Regions from separate parts of the Pan troglodytes genome. Here region 2 is linked to region 1. Evidence: chromatin contacts called from public HiChIP or PLAC-seq data. All regions are on one chromosome and are shown on one strand. Each heading gives the region's core, a stretch centred on a gene start, on an enhancer-like site or on the middle of the called end of the contact. The rest is flanking DNA. Distances are from core to core; before and after follow the strand shown. Region 1 holds the start of CDAN1 (codanin 1). Region 2 holds the start of TTBK2 (tau tubulin kinase 2).

The links. HiChIP or PLAC-seq counts read pairs in DNA pulled down with a chosen protein or histone mark.
Region 2: a contact with region 1 is called in an H3K4me3 HiChIP or PLAC-seq map of stem cell-derived excitatory neurons, with 4 times the contacts expected there. The contact joins the promoter of TTBK2 here to the promoter of CDAN1 in region 1. A contact is called at or near these places in 2 of 7 Hi-C or Micro-C datasets (induced pluripotent stem cells and stem cell-derived neural progenitor cells) and 1 of 1 datasets of contacts at active chromatin or transcription factors (stem cell-derived excitatory neurons).

The regions. Positions count from the first base shown.
Region 1 is chr16:34,710,946-34,713,890 of NHGRI_mPanTro3-v2.0_pri, forward strand. It overlaps CDAN1 (codanin 1), which reads right to left and starts at 1,404. Exons shown (of 28, transcript XM_016928057.2): 1 at 1,248-1,404; 2 at 537-1,015; 3 at 110-316. The coding sequence starts at 1,337.
Region 2 is chr16:34,893,926-34,896,888 of NHGRI_mPanTro3-v2.0_pri, forward strand. It overlaps TTBK2 (tau tubulin kinase 2), which reads right to left and starts at 1,641. Exons shown (of 16, transcript XM_063794820.1): 1 at 1,508-1,641.

The DNA of each region.
Region 1 (2,945 bases), core at 154-2,653:
CCAGGAGACAAACCCAGAGTCCCCAAGAGGGAAATCAATTTCAGGGAAAACCCCTGAAGATCCCCCACAGCGAGGAAACCCGATATCCCCAGGAGCGGCCAGGCCATACCGCTCCTTCCTGAGCATCTCTCGCTCCTCTTGCAGACTTCTGCACCCTGGGGGAAGGCCAAGGCCCCAAGGGCTAGTGTCCAGGACTGAGGGTTGGGAACTGGGGACACAGCTGATTGGGGGTGAGGTGAAGCAGGTCTTGGGCTTGGAGAGTGACCGCTCTTCGCTCACCGGAGTTGGGTTGATCCTGCGAGAAGGCTTCGTCCTGCTGAGAGTAGCCACAGGTTTTTCTCAAATTCCTATCTTCAAACATCTCCCCTCCACCACCGCAACAGCTAGACCTCTCGCCAAAAAACCCCACAAAAACCCTCACCATCACCCCCAGCCTTCTACCCATCCTGGCGCTCCACTGCAGAGCGCCGAGCTCGAATGACTGACTCCCCAGAGCCTTCGTGGTACCCATCTCCTGCATGAGAGCTGAGTCTCACCCTGTAGGGCCGGGGGAAACCGAGCCTACGGGAGGGAACTCCTCCAGGTTGCTGAGGTTTGGCGGATCAGACAGCGTGAGGCTGGGGCGGCTGGGGCTGCCAGAGCCCCTAAGCCTCCGGCCCCCGGCTCCGGGCAGGCTCTCCCCGCTGACACCCTCCTCCAGGCCGCGGCCTCCACGCTCGCGGGCCGGCCCCGGGCCCCGCCTCCTGCCCCCGCGGCGGGCCACAGGGGCCTCGGCAGCGGTGCTCAGGGCCTCGGTCGGAGGGAAAAGCTGGCTGCGCGCCCCGCGGCTACCCCGCGGCGGGCCTCCCGGCCTCCCTGGCAAGGCTGCCGAGGCGCCCGGGGTCTTGGCGGGGGTCGGGGGCCCCTGCGGGAGGACGCGGCTGCTCTGCTCCCTCAGGAAGTTCAACAGGAACGGTACGAATTCTTTCCGCAGGGCCCGGAGTGAGCTCAGCGCGGCCGCCTCCCCAGCGTTATCCTAGGGCAGAAGCACAGGTGGAGGGGCGAGAGGGTCAGCCGCCGGCCCGCGGGCCGTGAGCAGCCGGGGCCGTAGGGCGCGCCTCGGGTGGGCGGCCCGGGCAGCGGCGCCCAGTTGGAGTGCACTCGGCCCGGCTGGCAGCTAGGCGCCCTAGAGGAAGGGGACTGGAGGGCTGGACTCCACTGCGGGAACCGGCTTCGAGTCAGACCTGGGGGCGTGTCACCGCTGTTACCTCCGAACCCGGGGTGCTGCGCGCGATCCACCGCACGACGGCTGCGACCGACACCTCTTCTCGCAGCAGCGACTCCAAAACGGCCGCCATCCCGGTCGGGGCGCTCTGGGACGACTGCGCAGGCGCCGGCGCGCCGCGGGCGGCCAGGGAGGGGCGGGGCCGGCGGCGGGGAACGACCGTTGGGTCGCGGGATGGGGAGGGACCCGGCTGGCGGGGCGGGGCGGGGCGGAGCCGGCTGTTGCCCAGACCCACGGTCAAGGCCTCGCTGGGTCCTCAACCCTGGCCGAGAGGCCGGTTGTTAGGAGGTGAAATGTGGATCACAGCGCCTGGGGAAGCCCACCTTGGCTGCCCGCCCTGGAGCGACCTGAAGGGAGGGATTCGAGCTGGGAGTGGGTCTGCCGCGGGTCGGACGCCCTTCTAGGGAGACCCAGGACCCGGGAGAGAGGTAGAGGGGAGCAGAGACAGTCACCAGCTTCTATCTTCTGCTCTAAGCACATTCTTTCACGAGTTTAAGTTTCCTAGATCCAACTGGCACCACCCCAGAGAAATTATAATCTAATCTTTCATTTTGACTTTGTTCTTCTCAAAGGCCGATTTTTCAATCCCTTGGCCGAGCAGTACCCATCGGCTTTTCAGCGCTCACCATCAACTGACCATTTAGGAAAGAATTATTTCTAGGAGGTTCTTAATAATCCCCAAGCCACAACCCTTAAAGTGCCTCGGGCCACCCTGCACACAGAATTGCTTGTATGTAGCTTTATTTACTTAAGTGGGTTTACATGAGGTTAATATTTCAACTGCTTTGCAGTTTAGATGTCAGTAAGCATATCATGATTAGCTTCTGGGAGCTTGAGGTTTGTTTTTTTGGGTTTGGTGTTTTTTGTTTTTGTTTTGTTTTATTGAGACAGGGTCTTGCTCTGTTGCCCAGGCTGGAGTGCAGTGGCGTGAGCACGGCTCACTGCAGCCTTGGCCTCCTGGGCTCAAGCAATCCTCCCGACTCAGCCTCCCTAGGGCTATAGCCTAGCTAATGTTTTGGCGGGGAGAGGGCAGCAGATCCAAAGTGCTGGGATTATAGGCGTGGGCCACCACGCCCGGCCTGAGTAATTTCTTAATCTCCTTTATTTAATTTTATTTTGAGATGGAGTCTCGCTCTGTCACCCCCGGGGCTGGAATGCAGTGGGAGGCAGAGGTGGGCGGATCACGAGGTCGAGAGATGGAGACCATCCTGGCCAACATGGTGAAACCGTGTCTCTACTAAAAATACAAAAATTAACTGGGCGTGGTGGCACGCGCCTGTAGTCCTAGCTACTCGGGAGGCTGAGGCAGGAGAATCGCTTGAACCTGGGAGGCGGAGGTTGCAGTGATCCAAGATCACGCCACTGCACTCCAGCCTGGGTGACAGAGCGAGACTCCATCTCAAAAACAAAACAAAACAAAAAAACCTGAGAGAGCATTTTGAAGGTTGCTGCTCAGTGACAAATCAAGCAAGGGAATTCAAGCGGAGAAAAACAGATGGCACGAACATTCCATGTCAAACCAAACCAGGAGGGGTGAGGCAGTGCCCTTGTGAATGCCTCCTGAGAGTTCCTCTGGTTCAAAGGAAGGTTACAGGCGGAAGGATGAGGGTGGGGGTGCAGGAATCTCTCTAGTGGTAGAAGGGGTATTTCCTATGGAGAAGGAAAAAGTACCTCCAGCCAG
Region 2 (2,963 bases), core at 391-2,890, 180 kb after region 1:
ATTTGCATCAACTTGATATTATATATTAAATTAATGAAGTTATGGACTTTAATTTCTTCTGTGTCTAAAACTGGAAGAGGGAAGAAAGCATTTCCTAACATTCTATCATAAAAGAAAAATGTTAAGAGAAACTTTCCTTTAAAACCATGCTTCATATGTCCCCTTCGGTGTCTTGATAAAATGTTATCATACAGGAAAACATAAGCTTCTAAATCAAAGATTTCCTTCAATGTTTTCAATTTGCATAGATCACAATATAACACACACATTATTTGAAACATTTTTTGACTTCAGACAAATGCCTCAAGATTAATCATATTAAGCTGTATTTGTCATCATTACTGCTTCTTTATTTAAAAAAAAAAGGAAATAAAGCAAGCAATACATAGCATTCAATTCCCTTGATAAGTTAAAATCATTTCCCCCTTCTACCCCCAAATGAACGTTATTCTATTCCATTTAGCCAAAGGTACACAGCCAACACATCTTTGTGGTATACTGTGGCAAATCAGGGTTTAGATACCAATGCAACTATTATCAATGGCTCAGAACCAAACATTGTAACAAAACACACTGAGTGGATCCTCCCTCTGCGTGTGTGTCTACATGTGCCCATTCATAACATGACCCTCCTACACACACAGAAACTCAATTTCTACTGAATTACAAAACATCTTCACATTATTAGAAGTGTATAATAAAACTGTCCTCTTTAATGTTCAAAGAAAGAATAATTTCTAAAGCGATGAGAGAGAAGAGTTAATACCAGGATTGCTGCTACCCATCAACTTTAATTCAAAGCAAAGTACAACTCAATGTCATTTTTACCTCTACTGTAGCCTCGACGGATACAAAATTAACTTCGCTGTAGAATAAAGTATCCTGGCATCCCAATGGATTATTTACTTCTCCGATTTGACAGAACATATACGTGAGTCTTTCGTCCCTCCCACAGCATCCCAGGGTGTCAACATCATCTCTGCCACAGCAAATGACGAGCAAATCCCTCAGATCATTACTTCAGCACCCTAAGTACAAGAAAGTCGCGGCCTTCACTGTCGTTACAACACAGCAAACAGATTCAGTAGTCCCATGTTCCTTTCCATTATAGTTGGGGAGGCGGGGTGGGAAATAAGCGCTCAGATTTCCTAGGAATCCTTCGTGTTCGGTGCTGGTACCAGAAGTGGCATGGGTACAAGTGATATGTGGGTCACCCACAGAGAGAGACGCAGAACGAAGCTTCGTGACCCTCCAAGTTCAGTGAAGACACCCAAAGCCTGGGGCAAAACGGGGCGGCAGCCTTCGGGGAAATCGGGCAGAACCAGAACGATCTCCGAGATGGAGAGTGACGGGGTCTGGCACGAGCCCCGGGCTTGCGGCGACCTGAAAGTCCCCAGTACCCCTCCCCTCCTCAGCAGGCTCGGTCACTCGGCGAGGGGTGCGGCCGGAGGAGGGGGTCGAGACCGGGGGAGGGCGGCGCCCTGGGGGGTCGGGGGGTGTGTCCTACCTGGGCCGTGGCGGACGCAGGGGTTTCTGGAGGAGGGCTCTGGTCCAGCTCAGGACCGGGACCGGCGGGGGTTAACCCTCGGCAGGCGGGACCGCCACTGCCTGCCCATCCCCCACCGCCGACTGCGGCGGGACCCGAGCGCGGCTTCCAGGGCGGGCCGGCTGGGTAGTCCCCTGGGGTACCGTCCGCGTTTACTGGCGGCGGCGGCGGCTGCTGCTGCTGTTACTGCTGCTGCCGGCTCCCCCAAGCCGCTGCTCTTGTGCCAGCACCTGCTCCCCCTCCTGCCGCCGCCGCCGCCTCGTCCCCACCGCTCCCATCGCCGCTGCGGCGACTACTGCAGCGCCCGCTGACCCGACCCGACGTTATTCTCCCCCCTCGTAACCCGACACAGCCTAGCCCACCTGCCCTGCCAGCGCGCACGCCCACCTCTCCGCTACAGGTGCTGATTGGAGAGTGCGTTCCGAACTCGCAGCGTCGGTTGGCTAGTCCCATTGCCTATCACGAAGGGGGCGGAGAGTCGGGCAGAAACCGTCTCCGCCCCCCACCGGAGAATTGCCGCTATCTTCAGGTTTGCCTGAGAGGGCGAGTTACCGGGAAAGGAGCATCACAATGGCAGCGCGCATGCGCCTAAGAATTCTGGGCCTCGTAGTTCCAGCCATAGCCGCAACTCCCCGCCTGTCCCGAGGAGAGAAGTAGGGCTTCCGAGACAAGTAGTTTGCGCACATAGGTGTTCTCCTAGCGTGACAGTTAAATTGGTTATAGAGGGATGGTTGGGACCCCATGGTTGGGCTTTTCGGAATAAAATCGGAAATGCTTTGTCACGATACGAAATTACACACTGAGGCAGTCGCGATGAAGGGCCCAAATCGTGAGGCCCTGCAAGCCTTAAGGATCCATCCTCTTCCTCAGCATCAGCGCTGACAGGATCCCGCAAATTGGCGCCGTCCCCAGAACCGCCTAACGTGAAGCTAATAATCTTTGGGGGACTGGGGAAGAGCCTTAGGTGTGACGAGGAAAGGAGATGGGCACTTCCATAAACGAATGTCAACTTGGAGACCGGAGTGTCCTTACGGTTTCACAACCCAAGAACAAGATTTCATTCCCTTTGTGAAACACCAACAGCTAAAGACTCAATGGCCAGCCCCGGTGCACACCAGTATGCGATGCTGAGCAAGTGTATGCCGGAGGTGCTTAAAGACTTTCAAAGAAAAGCGAGGAGGGCGGAGCAAGGACGCTGTGCAGGATGCGCTTCTATTTAGTGTTGTGTCAGTCGCTTTGGCGAAGGAAAACCTTAAGATTAAGCACCTCTCCCATCTTTGCCCACCAATGTACAGTAGAGAAAACACATGAAAAACGCTAAACAGCTTTCCTAAGGTTATAAACTAATCAGTGGCAAAACCAAAGCTCAGATCTCTCATATGCCCCATATCTAATGTCCTTTCTACTTAAGAATCAC